Linked DNA regions of Hordeum vulgare: region 2 is linked to region 1. A link is a contact called in public Hi-C data. All regions are on one chromosome and are shown on one strand. The core of a region is the stretch at or near the end of the contact, and the rest is flanking DNA. Distances in the headings are between cores, read along the strand shown. Region 1 holds the start of LOC123426403 (CASP-like protein 2A1). Region 2 holds the start of LOC123430151.

What was found. Hi-C and Micro-C count contacts between places; a contact is called where the count stands out from the background.
Region 2: a Hi-C map of leaf shows a contact between it and region 1, with 4 times the contacts expected there. The contact joins the promoter of LOC123430151 here to the promoter of LOC123426403 in region 1. A contact is called at or near these places in 3 of 6 Hi-C or Micro-C datasets (leaf and seedling) and 1 of 1 datasets of contacts at active chromatin or transcription factors (embryo).

What each region holds. Positions count from the first base shown.
Region 1 is chr2H:395,382,285-395,385,555 of MorexV3_pseudomolecules_assembly, reverse strand. LOC123426403 (CASP-like protein 2A1) reads right to left here and starts at 1,641. Exons shown (of 3, transcript XM_045110238.1): 1 at 1,187-1,641; 2 at 946-1,063; 3 at 1-481. The coding sequence starts at 1,416. The coding sequence ends at 206.
Region 2 is chr2H:395,665,029-395,668,466 of MorexV3_pseudomolecules_assembly, reverse strand. LOC123430151 reads right to left here and starts at 2,153. Exons shown (of 2, transcript XM_045114051.1): 1 at 1,409-2,153; 2 at 974-1,306. The coding sequence starts at 1,970. The coding sequence ends at 1,224.

The DNA.
Region 1 (3,271 bases), core at 392-2,891:
AGCTAGTACAGTATATAGAATCAAGTAAAAAGAAGAGGCAGATGCACTATATGTAGCTTGAAATTAACTATGAGCCCTTACAGATTATTTCGTTCGCCTACACACACACAGCGATACTACTACGTACGTACGTGTTTCGACTTTCGAGTTTTGACCCATGAAGCAGCCAAAGCCTGAAGCCACAGCAGCTAGGGATCCCCTCCGCTCAGCGCGGGAAGGCAGCGATCTCGACGCCCTTGTTGCCGAGCGAGGGCATGGGTGCGTCGTAGGCGCTGAAGAGGCGGTAGGACGAGATGAGGGAGAGGAGGATGTAGCAGACGACCGAGCCGAAGGTGATGGCCACCGACGTCCGGGCCTGCCTGCAGAAGCCGCCGAACACGCCGCACGCCTCGCTCCACGTCACCTCCTTGTCGCCGTTGTATGCCAGGTAGAGCAGCTCTGCCGATGCCGCGCCGGCCGCCAGGATCAGGTACGTGAACACCTGCATACAACCACCTTGCGCGTTAATCAGCATGAATAAATGATAACTGATTCCCGTCACTGGGAAAATTCTACAGTGCAGGAAAGCTAGGATCTGGTGGTGACTCCTCCATCTGTGCTCTAAAGGGGATAGTTAGCTGGAACAAATCAAAGGTCGTACCAATAATTTGTCATAAAACCTACTGATATCCTCAGCTCTCCAAACTGACGCATGGATTTTGTTACAGAACTATACTTTTTAATACATACAGTAGTAACGAAATCGGAAAATTGACTGAAGTAAAAAGGCTCTAGTCATCATAACTAAGCTGCAAAATATTGTTCTAATCATACTCCCTCCGTTCCTAAATCATAAATATAAGTTTTTTCAGAGATTCTACTACCGACTACATGCGGATGTATATACTCATAATTTAGAAACGGGGGAGTAGTTATCAAGGCAGAGCAGAGGAACCAGTGAATAACCTGATCTAGGAGGAAGACGATCCAGGAGCGGGACAGCGTCGCCGGCCGCGGCACGGCAGTGTAGAACGCGGAGACGAGGGAGTAGGCCGCGCACAGCCCGTTCGCATAGACCAGGTACCTTCGATTTTGTGCCAAAAAAACACAGGGACATGAATTGGTGAGGGAGCTCGGCAAAGACCGGAAATTAAGGAGCTAATGAACCCGAGCTACGGAGGGGTCCAGATGCGAGGGAGCAACGTACTTGAATCCGCCGAGGTCGGAGTAGGAGACGGTGCCGTACTCGTTGGTCTGCGTGTCGCGGAGCATGACGGCCATGGCGGCGACGCAGAGCCCGAGAGGCGCGGCGCGCAAAAGCGTCTCCAGCGGACGGACCCGCGCCTCCGCGGCTGACAGGTCCCCTGCGATCAGCCCGTCCTCCCCTCCGCCCGTCGCCGGCGCCGAAATCACCTTCTCGTCCGTCATCTTGGACATCTCGACTAGCAGTCAGGGACCAAAAACCAGCGTCGACGAAGCAAAAGAGCTCAACTTCCTCTCACTCCCGGTCCCGGTTGCTTGCTTGAAGGAAAGGGGATCGGAACGAGGGGAGGCGCGCATTTAAGGCGTGGAGCTGGGGAGGTTAGTTGGAGCGCAGCGGGGTGGCTTCAATGCGGGCAGTTAATGGCGCGGTGGCAGTACCGTATGGGCGAGCAGAGGGCAGTGACGAGTCGAGTTGAGTCCACTAATCGGCAGCTGCGTGTTGCGTCGCGTTTGTGAATTTGCCCTCCTCCCTCTGCATTGGTGTCCGCTCGCGGCGGACCCGTGTGCCACGTCCGTCGCGCGGCCAGAACTTTTATTTTTGCAACTCCAAGAGCATCTCTCTAATAGAACCCCCAAACCCTTAAAAATAACCGCCTTTTTTACAGTTTTCGTCCGAAAAACGGCGTAGACTAGAACCCTTAAACCCTTAAACCCGTAAATATTTTTAGAGGTCCAACCCTCAAACTAGTTTTAAGCCTGTAGAAGTGAGGGTTGGGAGGCCCGCACTCCACTTCCCACCTCGCGCGGGAGGTAGTTGGTTCCCGCCCGCGCGAGGAAGTTGCCTCGGCCGCCGCCACCCCGCCTCCCCCCGCGCTCCGGCCGCCGCCCCGCGCCCCGGCCGTCGCGCCCCCGCGCCCGCCCCGCCCGCCGTCGCGCCCCCCGCGCCCGCCCAGGCCGCCGTCGCGCCCCGCCCGCCCCGGACGCCATCGCGCCCCGCCCTGGCCGCGGCGCCAGCCGCCCCTCCGCTTCCCTCTCCCTGCCGCAGAAGGAGCTCGTCGCGGCGGCGCCGCAGCAGCAGCAGCGCGCGAGCTCCAGCAGTCGGCGCGCGCGGTCCTGACTGTATTTCGATTTTGAGGGTTGGATTTGAGGGTTCTAGTCTTTGCCCCTGTTTGCCCTTAAAAATGTCAAAAATGTGCAATTCTCAACCCTTAAAACTGGTTTTTGTTTTAAGGGTTTGAGGGTTCTACTAGAGATGCTCTAACACGACCATCAATTTCGTTCGTTGTTTAGATTGACTCGGACATAAAAATCGGTTCAACGTGACAATTAAAATGAGCGTGTGTCTGCTTTTCGTCCGCACACACGATACGGACGCGCGCGCGTTCGCCTTCTCCTCCCCGGGCCCGCTGGTTGGTGGCAGGTTGGTCTTCCCCCATCCAAAAGCAACCCTCGCCTTCTTCGTCGCCGCTGCCGCCGCTCATTTTTTCCGATAACTCTGCCAGCTGTCGGCGCCACAACATCCGCTCAGCAACGCCGTCACCTCCCACGTCGCCCGTCACCGTTGTCTTGCCGCCGGGGAACCGACTGCTTCCCTCCCCCGCTCCCCCCCCCCCCGACACAGCCGCGACCGCGACCAAGAAGCCGCCTCGCCGCCCCGATCATATCCTCACCGACACGCTCGTCTGACGCCGGCAGGGCAGCTAGCTGGTTCATGCGCGCCGCGACTCCCTTCACCGGCCGTTTCCTTCGTCGACGCCCGCAAGTTGTTCGACAGTTTGCCAAGGTACAAAATGGACTTCGCCGACGAGTTCTTTTTTGACAATTTCCTTTACGACTCCGACGATTCGTCGTCCGATGACGAGGAGGAGATATTGGCTGCCATGTTGGTCCATCACCACATCAATAGCCAGCGGCCGCTGTCCCGTGGCTCCATTTTGGTCCACCTTCCGGCGTTGAATCGCAACCGAGAGAGCGGACATCTCCTTCCTTGGAAGGACTACTTTGATGCAACAAATCCGTTGTTCAAACATCAGAAATTCCGCCGCCGTTTTCCGTATGAGTTGACATCTTTTCAATCGTATTAGAGAGG
Region 2 (3,438 bases), core at 904-3,403, 280 kb before region 1:
TTAAATTTTTCTAAATTTGATGATTTTTTTTTGAAAATTACGATGAATTTTTGTCAAATTCGTTGAACTTTTTTTGCAAACCGATTATTTTTTTTTGCAATTTGATGAACGTTTTTTAAAATCACTGAACTTTTTATAAAAGATAATGAACCTTTAGCAAATGTCATAAACATTTTTAAAATTTGATTATTATTAAATTAAAATTTGTCAACATTTTGCCCTTTTGAAGTATTTTTTTGCAAAATCAATGTACTTCGTTTTTTCAAAAATCAGTGAATCTTTTCAGAGCCTGCAGGGTCTTCAAACTATTTGATGGGCCGGCCCAACATGGTGCGCTGCAGGTGCCAGGAGGGCAAAACCGACGCCTGCAGCGCCGTATAGGAGTTCCCATAGAATCCCTCAAGGGATACCGTACGATGGGTGCCACCTAGCCAGATCTCGGAGGACATTTGAGAGCGTCCGTTTAAGGGTCGATGTTTGGAGGTGCCCAATAGGCCACGTCTCTTTATTTTTATTTTGCGGGGGGAGGCCAGGCTTGAGAATCCATAAAAAAGATTGTTTTATCTCACATGAGCGATTCGCGCTAAGTCCAATCAAAAGCATACATTTTATGATGGATGATGAGAAAATCATGTGATTTGAGTTATGGACAAGTAATTCACAGTTTACATGCATACTTAACCAACATCTTCAGCAGTCAGAGGCGCACGTACTATACCGAAACGCCCAATTTAATTTCAGATATTCAGTGTTGTATTACATATGCACATCTAAAGTCTGAAACCGAAATTCGATCGGTCCAACTTTTCTCCCCTACAATCTGTACAAAACAAATTAATGGTGGATTTCGGAGGATATTCGTCCTGCCCCCTTGGGTGAGTGTTTGTGTTTTAGTCGAATATATCTTGCAGCGTGCATGCCTAGTTTTTTATGGCAATGTTTCAGCAAGAGTTAGTGTTTCTAAAGAAGTTGGTGAACAAGAAGAATGTCCTTGCATCAAATGTTGTCCTGTGAATACAGGGAACGGTGCATTAATGTTGCCAACACATACATACAGACTAAACTATGCACAACAACCATGGGCGCGCGTCACCAGAGCAACAAGGTTACGGCGTTGAGTTAATTGCACCACCGGTCATGTCCTCTCCCTCGCCGTCTAATGGAACACTCGGATGTACAGCGGTTCTGCAGGAAGAGTGGTTCAATCAATGTAGCTAGCGTTCTCAGCTGGAGTGCTTCACTGAACAAGCCACTACCTGAGCCCACTGCCTTAGCCTTGTCTTGATAAGCTGCGGGTTCTCGCCGGCTGCATCGGTCAAAGGACCAAACAACCGACCACATAACATAAGCTGATGATTCATTCGGAATCTAGGAAGAAATTAACAAGGAAACGTACAATGTTACTGACCTGGACTGCAAATTTTCAAGGAGTCAAGGAGGGAGGGCTGAGCGGTAGGGCTACCGGCCGGGCTCGGCGTGCCGGAGTGCATGGATGACGAGGATGTCGCCACACAAAGGGATGGCAGCGAACGGCTGCACACCCGCATCTTGGGCTCCGACAGCTGCCGGTTCACGGCGAAATACAGGTCGAGGGCGGGGAGCGTGTCGCAGAGGTTCTGGCCTCCGCTCTCCTCGTTGAAGCCGAAGCCAAGCTCCATGGATCCCTTGAGCTCGTCCAGGTCCTCGTCGGTAACACCATTGGCATTGGTGTGCATGTTAACGCGGTCGGCGTCGTACAGGCCCATGCTGCTCCTCTGCCGTTGTATCTGCCGCCGTCGCTTCTCCCACTTGACCTCCCGGGTGGTCTCCTTCATGGACAGCTGCTTCGACAGCATCCTCTTCTTGTTGGTGTTGTCGGCAGCGGCCGGGTGCGTCCGCGTGACCGCTGGCTCTTGCTCCCTACCAATGAAGAGCGACAATGGTGGTGGACGTGGAACGCTGCGCTTGTGTTCTCTGCCGCTGTTGGCCATTTCTTGTGCAATTGTTTCTCTGTAACGGTGTAATGTGTGTTGGCTATCGAATGCGCCGAGGTTAACGTTGCCTTCCCTCCTCCAAATGGGTGGGCAGATTGCCGCGTCGCAGCAGCTGCCGTATCACGACAGCTGCGGCAGGAGGAAGGAGAGCGGGAATGTTGGGAAGACAAAAAGGGGAGGTGATGCTCCTCTCATATGAAGGTGGGGGGAGGAGAACAACAACCCAAAAATAGGAGTATAACCCCGTTTCATTGACCGAGATGCCTCTTCTACAAAATCGAAATGCTAACCATGCCGGATGGTTGTTGCTAACGGTAGGCCACCCGTGCCATTCGGCTGACTACTTACAGGTCGTAGACCAAGAGGATGCTATTTTAATTTTTATAAGGCTAATCTCGGAACTAGGTATGGATGAAATCTTCCCCTCAAAAAGAAAGGTATGGATGATTATTATTATTTTTTTTTTGCGGGGAAGACATGGAAGAAATCTAACCCAAGTAAAATTCCAAGAGTGCGTATGAGTAAAAAACATAATAAACAAGCAAAGGTTTACTTATCCGTTGATAGAAAAGAGCAGCCAAAAAAATGTAAGTTAACGTCAAACCACGTAGAAAATAGAAAACCAAAAAATCAAGCGTAGGTATAAAGGCACCTTCAAAGCCAACCCACAAATTTTCTCCTTATATGTTCGTGGACATACCGGTCTATGAACACGGATGTAGAAGAACTACATCCAACGCTAATCGTGTACATCCGGCCAATAACTCGAATCAATCGGACAAAATTGATGCACACGATGAATTTTATTTAAGTTCGGATACAATTTACATAAAACGATCGATATTTCGACCGATTAAGTAAAAAACTAGAAAAAACTTAAACCCTATACCGGACGACCACCTCATACGCCGCATCGGTGTCGTCATCGTCGTGGTCCCTTCAGTGCCGGAACCGCTGGAGGGCCGCGACAACCTTGTTCGACGGCTACCTGCCGCTTGCGGACGAGCCGCTCCGCCTCCTGCCGCGCCATGCGGAGTGTCGTCGCACCGAGTGTCGATGTGGCCTTCGGAGCCCTGCCTTGCCGCGACCAGCATTGGCGGAGCAGTCGCTAAGTGAGCACGCCTCGCCTATCTTGGCGAGCTCGCCGTCAAGGCGGTGGCGACGACTCGCAGACGTCTTTGCTGTTGTCACGGAACGGTCGAGTGCCCAAGCCGCGACAAGGTGCGGGTCATTACGGACCCATTTCGGCGCCATGTTCATCTTGGCGAACGTGGTGCAGCGACCGTGCACTGGACCTCGGACACCACAACCCGAGAGCCGGAGGAACCACCGAAACCTTGGCCTCGCGATGCGGCCACGTGCCTTGTCGGTCGCGAACGGCACCTCCTTCTTTATCTGGGGGCGGCAGCGTCGAGGTGGCGACGATGGCCCGTCGATCGGGGCACAGCGGCTGTGCCAGCAGGGG